Linked DNA regions of Mus musculus: region 2 is linked to region 1. Evidence: chromatin contacts called from public HiChIP or PLAC-seq data. All regions are on one chromosome and are shown on one strand. The core of a region is the stretch at or near the end of the contact, and the rest is flanking DNA. Distances in the headings are between cores, read along the strand shown.

Evidence for each region. HiChIP or PLAC-seq counts read pairs in DNA pulled down with a chosen protein or histone mark.
Region 2: a contact with region 1 is called in an H3K27ac HiChIP or PLAC-seq map of stem cell-derived neural progenitor cells, with 5 times the contacts expected there. The contact joins two enhancer-like sites. A contact is called at or near these places in 5 of 484 Hi-C or Micro-C datasets (embryonic fibroblasts, embryonic stem cells, liver and 2 more) and 3 of 115 datasets of contacts at active chromatin or transcription factors (astrocytes, embryonic forebrain and stem cell-derived neural progenitor cells).

What each region holds. Positions count from the first base shown.
Region 1 is chr1:119,095,863-119,099,493 of GRCm38.p6, reverse strand. No RefSeq gene overlaps it. Among named protein-coding and RNA genes, the nearest start is that of Gm41934, 29 kb to the left of the region's middle. Within about 2 kb of position 1,308, at least 12 of the 459 cell types and tissues checked have an H3K27ac peak or open chromatin away from gene starts, as enhancers often do. A contact at or near this core is called in stem cell-derived neural progenitor cells, where this site is marked.
Region 2 is chr1:119,326,424-119,330,412 of GRCm38.p6, reverse strand. No RefSeq gene overlaps it. Among named protein-coding and RNA genes, the nearest start is that of Gm33388, 23 kb to the right of the region's middle. Within about 2 kb of position 1,297, at least 89 of the 459 cell types and tissues checked have an H3K27ac peak or open chromatin away from gene starts, as enhancers often do. A contact at or near this core is called in stem cell-derived neural progenitor cells, where this site is marked.

The DNA.
Region 1 (3,631 bases), core at 59-2,558:
TGTTCCCCCCTCCCCTCCTCTGCTTCTGGCCATAGTCTCTTTTCTTAAAGCTGTGATCAGCCAGCCACTCTAGCATCACAAGGGCAAGAGAGACATGTGCTGGGGTCTGGGCTCAGGTCCCACCTACCTGTCTCCTCTGACTGGACCTCCCCATTTTGTGTTTGCAACGTGGAGCAGACTGAGGAATAGCAGGCTCAGGAGATAGCTCAGTAGGCAGGCTTCCTTGCCTGAGTTGTGCTCCCTCAACCAATGTAAAAGGCTGGGCATGGCCCCGTGTACCTGTTACCCAAGCACTTGGAAGATGCAGAGACTAGAAGACCTTTGGAGTTTGCTGGCTACCAACCTAGCTCCAAGTTCAGTAGGAGACCTTATCCTAAGAGAATAAGACAGAGTGTGATAGCAAAGGAACCTGGTGTTCGCCTCCAGCTCCAGCACAGACAAGAACACATACACCCCCACATACATGTGAATACATTATACAAGCATGTGCACATGCGTGGGAACACACATATATCCACACTAGCTTTGGGGCCCCCTAAACTCCTGTAACACAGCTTTAGACCCAAATAGCAAACTGGGAGCCTCAGTTGCCCTATGATACCCCCCTCCAAGATTGAGAAAATGGATGTCAAGTGACTGTGTAGAATCTTCCCGTTCCGTGACAAGGAAACAACATGGCTGCTTGTTGCAGTCAGTGCTCCCAGCATGAGACCCCCAGGTCAAGACCTTCTGTTTTCACCAGAAGACCCCATCAAACACCAAGCCTCCAGGTGAAGAAAGGGATTATCAGAGAAGACAAATGACTTGCCCCAATGTCACCAGCTGCCAAGTGGCAGAGCTGGCTGTGATTCCAGATTGGAGTCCCCCCTGCCCTCAGAAACAAGCCATCCTCAACCTTTTTCTTTAGGGAGCACTGGAGGACTGATTGACCCCTTGGGCTCCTTACTCCCTAGTCTCGGCTTGTCTTCAGCCTCTCTGGTCCCCATCCCTTCCAAACCTCAAGCTCGGAACAGGAGTCTGTCCAGATGGGCGTTTGCTTGCCAGCCCCACCTCCAGCCGTGTGACCCTCCTAATGCCAAGGGCCACCAAACACACGGGGGCCAGAGAAGGTCTCCAGGCAAAACCAGGACAGGAGCCAAACAGTGGCTCTGCCCTTCTCTCACAACGGTGGCTCTGGGCTGGGCACTGCCCTGGGAGCCAGAAGGAGAGGCGGTGCTGTCCCTGGCTGATCCCCGGTGCACAGGTGTTCTCTACAGCCCAGGGAAGGGAGGAGGGGGGCTGGGCAGCAAGGCCGCAGGCGAAGAGCTGCGAAGAACTATCTGTTGTTTCCTCCTCGGGCTCCGGGAACAATTCCCCTTTGAGCTTCTTGGCTGAGGTAGCTGAGAGAGTCTTTCTCCAAGGCTGATCTTGACAGATTGATTTATCTGTTTCGGTAACTTGGCCTTCCTGAGAAAGTGAGGCTCTGAGCCAGGCTGCCTGGGGACCAACCTGGGGAGCTGGAGAGCCTGCTCTTTGGGCTCAAGAGCAGACCCTGGGTTCCTCTCCCTGCCCTTACTGGAACCAAGGAGGTGAGGGGCATTTCACCAACTGCAGCCTGGCATCTATAGGCAGGTGGCTCCACCTCAGTTCCCCAGCCCCTGCTCACACGTGGGTGTCTTTGGTCCCATTTTATACCTGGGAAGATCACTACCCAGGACCATAGGGAACAGAGGTAGAGAACCGGACAGGAACTCAGAGCTCTGCTTCCTCCATATCAATCCTCATCTGCCTCAAAGAGGACCTTAAACTTGAACCTCAGAGGGAAGCTTACCAGCATGGCCTCCCCAGCTGGGGCCCGGCCCTCCTGCCTGCCCTTCCCAACGTTCCCTGACTTAAGCTTCATGCTCCAGCCCAGACTTGCTTTGCCTTAGCGCGCGCGCACGCGCGCACACACACACACACACACACACACACACACACGCCCCATGCATACCCACTTGCTTGTCTCCCATCATTCTGTCCACACCCCAGGCAAGGCCAGGCACTGAGGGAGGGTTCCTATATGTTGGGAAAGGAAGGAGGGAGGAAATGAAAGATTGGAAGGAAGGAGAGAGGGTGAGAGAAGAGAGAGGAGGGCAAGGAAAGGTGTGAGGGGAGAAGGGGGAGGAAGGACAGAGAGAGTGGAAGTGACATCCCAGAATCCCTGAGCCCACCATGACGTCTGTACACTGGCTGCCTATAGCTTAAGTATCATGTTTAAGAGACAGGAAAAGAGCCCGATGCTGTCTTGAGTGGAGTCCTTGGACTCTGTCCTGAGTTTGGATACTGGTGTGAGGACAGGAAGCTGCCGTTTCTCTTTCCTCTGCACACACCCTAGCTGCCCTGGGCTATGGTCTGAAGTCTAGGCAGCCTCAAGTCCGTCCAGCCGAACTGCTGAGCTGAGGGTGTCACTCTGCCCACTTCCTGTCTGAGCAATGACATTGCAGGGTCAGGGGCACCTGGGACTGGCTGCCTGTTGCTCTCCTCTCTAATCCCAAACTGAATAGCCTGAGATGGTTTTAGCAGAGCCCCAGTCCTGCTCCAGCCACCTCTGTAGGAATCCACAGTCCCTCCTCAGAGGGGACACACTCATCCACAATGCCCTTTGACTCCATCAGCAGTGAGCTGGGTCCACAGCCACAGGCCTGGCAGAGCCCTCAGGCCCCCAGAACCCGGCCTGCTTGCTTCAACCTCCTGCACAGACCTAAGCTTTATTTCTGAAAGGGGAGTTCTCTGGGTAGCCAAAGCTGACCTCAAGCTGATATCCTCCTGTTTTTAACCCGGAGTAGTTGCCACGCCAGCTACAGCATGACCAGCTTTTTGGAGGTGTGTGTGTGTGTGCGCGCGCGCACAAAAACAAAAACAAAAACAAAAAATGAACTCTATCAGATGAGCCCACAGCCACGACATGCACCATGCATTCATACATCAGAAGCTTGCTATTATCTGGCTACAGAATCCAGGCCCACATACTAGCTGTGCAGACCCCAGGGCGACTATGCCCCCTCACTTGGCCTAGGAAAGGCCTGATGGCTGGCTCTGGGTTGCAGCATGTGCCCACTTCCAGCTCCTCAGATGTTACTGAGTGCAGACGAGACCTGTCATGGCCACTCTGCAATCCTACCTCTCAGATACCACAGTGGAAACTTCCGGGCAGACACCAAGTATGGCAATATTCTGCTCTGATGTCCCCATCATACAGACAAGAAGCATAGATTCTGAGAGATATCACCCTTCCCAGACTTCAGGTACCCTGAAGGAGTCCAGGTTTGGGATGTATCATGGGTAGGTTTTACTGAAACTGACTCTGGAGGTGATGGGAGGGAGGGAGGGGTGCATCATACAGACCAACCTAGCTCTGGCTGGCCGAGATCAGCCCAGGCCGGGCAGCCCACACACAGCATGCGGGGAAACAGCAGGCCTTACTGAGCTACCATGCACATGGACTCCTTATGCAGGTTTCCACACACAGAGAGGCTGGGCAAGCAGCTAACACTACCTCCTCCTGGGCACTGTGCAAACCGTAGCACATGAGCCAGGTCAACACTGACCTCACAGAAGTGACCGTCCTGCCAACACTTTGGTAAGGACTGTCCCAGGTTGAAGATGGTGG
Region 2 (3,989 bases), core at 48-2,547, 230 kb before region 1:
AAAGAGCAGGCTAGGGCGACACAGAAAGATTTTGGGAGACAACTCAGAAGCCCAATGAGCCTGGGGGCTACTTCTAGATTCAGGCTCTTGAAAGCCCCAGGCAATCTTGATGAGCTAACCTTTGTTGCTAGGGGTGTGGTGCCAGCCCAGTTACTGCTCAGGTCTACATCAACACAAATCTACATGTGCATCTCAACAAGGGAGCTAGGCCTGTGCATGGCACACAGGTGCAACTCACAGGAAACGACCTTGCTGATAAGAAGGTCACGTCAATGCACAGGCAGGCTCCTGTGCACACACATCCTATATATTGGCCCAGGCACCCTCATCCCTGCCTTATATATACTGGGTACACACAGGCTCCGTGTTGAGATGCTCAACAATTGCCATGTGTTACACCCTAATATAACACTCCAGCCTCTCGCCCTGAGAATCCTTGCTCTCAATGCTCACTGCTCATGAAGGGTGGCAGCCTCAGGGCCCCAGCCTTTATGCAAATGCTAAACCCAGCTCCCTCCATCTTTTCTCTCCTCTCTAATTGACTGTTTTCCCTCCTTGCTGGGGTCTGCGGGAGCCCTGGGTCACCATTCAGAAGGGATCTCCCCCCTACTGCCTGGCCCTTCCAACCCAGGCTCCCGGCTCCTTTAATCTAGTTACTTATCCATCAACACACTGGGAGAAAGACACAAAAGGGCATAATTGTATCTGTGGCTGTTGATGTTCAATTAACCACATAACCTTTAGGATTCTCTCTCTCTCTCTCTCTCTCTCTCTCTCTCTCTCTCTCTCTCTCTCTCTCTCTCTCCTTTTCCCTCCTCCTCTCCCTCCCTCTTTCTCCTCTACACCCTCTCCTTCCTCTCCCCCATCTCTTACATCACTGCTACCCAATTCCCCTTTCTTCAAGCCAGCACTAACTGCAGCTCACAGAGGGAGCCGACTCAAAGCCCCCCTGACACCCTCAGGAATAAGAGATGCCCCACATGAAGGGTTCAGGATCCCGACTTTGTGCTCCTCACCTTTTCTTTCCTTACCTGCCCTTGCCCTGCCACCCCTCTGGCCACTGCAGGCTTGGATTGACAGGTGCCTTTCTGAGGTGGCACCTTGTAAAACTCCTCTCTCTGGCCCTGTCTGGGGCCAGCAGCTGTCATTTGCCGGGCGTTCTGCTTTCTCCACTGTACCATGCTAATTTTTTGAGGGACAATTTTTCGACAATGAGTCCTCCAGCCCGAACAGAAACCCTTTATGGGGCCGGCCCCAGGGAGGCCACAGCGCTGCCAAGGCAAACAAAGGCTCATTGCTACGGCAGAACACGCTTGTGCCTTTCAGGGCCGGCCTAGTAGAGCTTGCTGCCTCCAGCCCAGGCCGAGGTAACACCTGGCCCGCCAGCTCCTGGCTCCTAATCAAGATATCAATCATGGCGGGGGCAGGGCACACTGGTGCCCAGGGTTCCAGAACCCGCATGAGCAGGTAGCTGGCCTGCCCTGGAGCCAGTAAGGATTGGCAGGAGTTAGGAGCTGGGGGAAGCAACCAGGCCCCCAAAACGGAGCCCTTAATTAGGCTGATATCATCCGGCACAAATGTTTCTCCTAAAGGAAGGCTTCTGGGCACCCAAATTATATCGTGAAAAATGCAAAGGAGGCTGGAGAGACGGCTCAGATGGTGAAGTGTTTGCCATGCAAACACAAGAATCCAAGTTCGATCCCCAGAACCCACATAAAAAGAAAAAAGAAGAAAGCTGGGCATACTGGTGTGCACTTGTAGTTCAGCTCTGGGGATGAGGCCAGGGGATCCATGGACCCCACGGCCAGCCAGACTAGCCTAACTCAACAGCTCCAGGTCAATAAAGAAACCCTGTCTCATAGAACAAGGGCTCTGGCACTAAAGGAATGATACCTTTTCCTCCACAGAACCACAAATCTGCATGCTCTCATACACATATGAACACATACATATACATACCTACACACACCACACACACACACCACACACACACACACAAATATACACACATACATACACACATAGATATTCATACACTCACAACACATCATATACACACAACACATACAAAACATATATACACATACATATACACATACATATAACACAAAACACATACACGCACATCCATATACAACATACACACACACACACACACACACACACACACACACACACACTCACAGTGCAAAAGCAGGAGAAATGAGAGCCTTTCTGAAGCCAAGGACTGAAGGGCAGGGCAAGGCCGGAGATGAGCGTGGACTTGGCCAAGGCCTGACTGTTGACTCCTGTCACTTTGTACCTTGTTCAGGATTTCTTGAACTGTTTTTAGGAGTGACAGTAAATGTCTCATATCCTAGAGTAGTGTGGAGACTACTCAGTGGATAAAGTGCTTGAGGGGCAAGTGTGTGGATTGGAATCCGGCTCCCCAGGACTCCAGAACTCGCTTAAAGCCTGTTGGGTACTGTGACTAGCCTGCAATTCCAGTGCTCTGCAGGCAGGGACCAAAGAGCCCTGAGGCAAGATGGCTACCTAGGTGACTCCCAAGTTCAGAGAGAGAGGGCCAATAATGAAAGACACCAATGTCAGCTTCTGGGCTCAAGACAAAGTGCACATAAATGCACCAGACACATAAAACCACACATATTCCAACAAACACACACACACACGCACACACACACCGATGCAAGAGGTCTGAAAGATCAGATGTGTTATCTTCACATGTTTTGTAGATGAGAATGATCTCACAAAGGTGACTTTTTCGTATCACAGCTGTTTGATGGCAAGTGGCCTGTCCCTTCTAGACTTGTGCCCTTGGAGACTCTATGTGGAGTCCTCACTGCTGTGCTGGCTGGATGGCTGATGGCAGCCACCTCTTCCCTGGGATTCTCTGCTGGCTCTGAGATTAGGGAGAGCAGTAAGGTTACAAAGAAAGGGGAGGCCTGAGGCCATGCCTTGTAATACCAGAGACTCAACCAGTCCAGGCTGGGAAAGAGGATCCTCACTTTTGGCCTTGTCTAACTCTGAGTAGGTGTGGTGTGCTGGCAAACTAGGGACCCCAGTGCTTCTAATGGCCAGATATTTGGATGCTTCTGTGTTGGCTGGCTGTGCAGCACCAGGCTCCAGAGGCAACCTATGGGTACTATGTCAGTGGGGGTTCATACTTGATGTATGTATGATGCCTGTACCTTAGTGACCTCACTTTAACAAATGATGCCAGTAGTCCCTGACGCACACTCCTTTTTGAGAATTGAATGAACGTCTTCTGTGGGACAGTCCCATCCATGGTTTGCTGTGGGGAGCCCAGGGAGCTCCCATGTATCCTTGTGATGTGACCATGTATCCCCATGATGTAACAATGTATCTCTGTGATGTGGCCATGTATCCCTGTGATGTGACCATGTATCCCCACAATGTGACCATGTATCCCCACAATGTGACCATGTATCCCCACAATGTGACCATGTATCCCCACAATGTGACCATGTATCCCCACAATGTGACCATGTGTCCCTGTGGGGACAATGGCACATCAAATTGTCCTTTCCATGAATGGTCAAACACTGCGCCAAGAGCAGGGCACACAGTAGGCATTTTGCAACATGCTGAGCTCTTAGCTAAGGGTTGCTATAGCTCTGGGACTGGAGAAGATAGGGACAAAAGAGTCCAGCCCATCAGATTAAATACAGCAAAGAAAAGCAAAGTTTGTGGTGGCTGAGATCTCAGGAGGAGGAGAAAGAAGAGGAGGGACTGGCGGCTTTGAAACAAGGTCTGTCAAGGTCAAACAAGGTTACATTCAAAACATGGTGGTGTAGAGCAACTATCAATATTTAATGTTGCTTCCAGTTCTATGGATTAGAATCTAGGAGCAGATTAGACATGTGTGTCTCCTGGGGTTAAAGTGGGCTGTGCCTTGAGTGATGGTTATACTTCATATAGAACATACATGAAGCCTGAAGATAGTTAGATACAATCTTTTCAATTTGTTT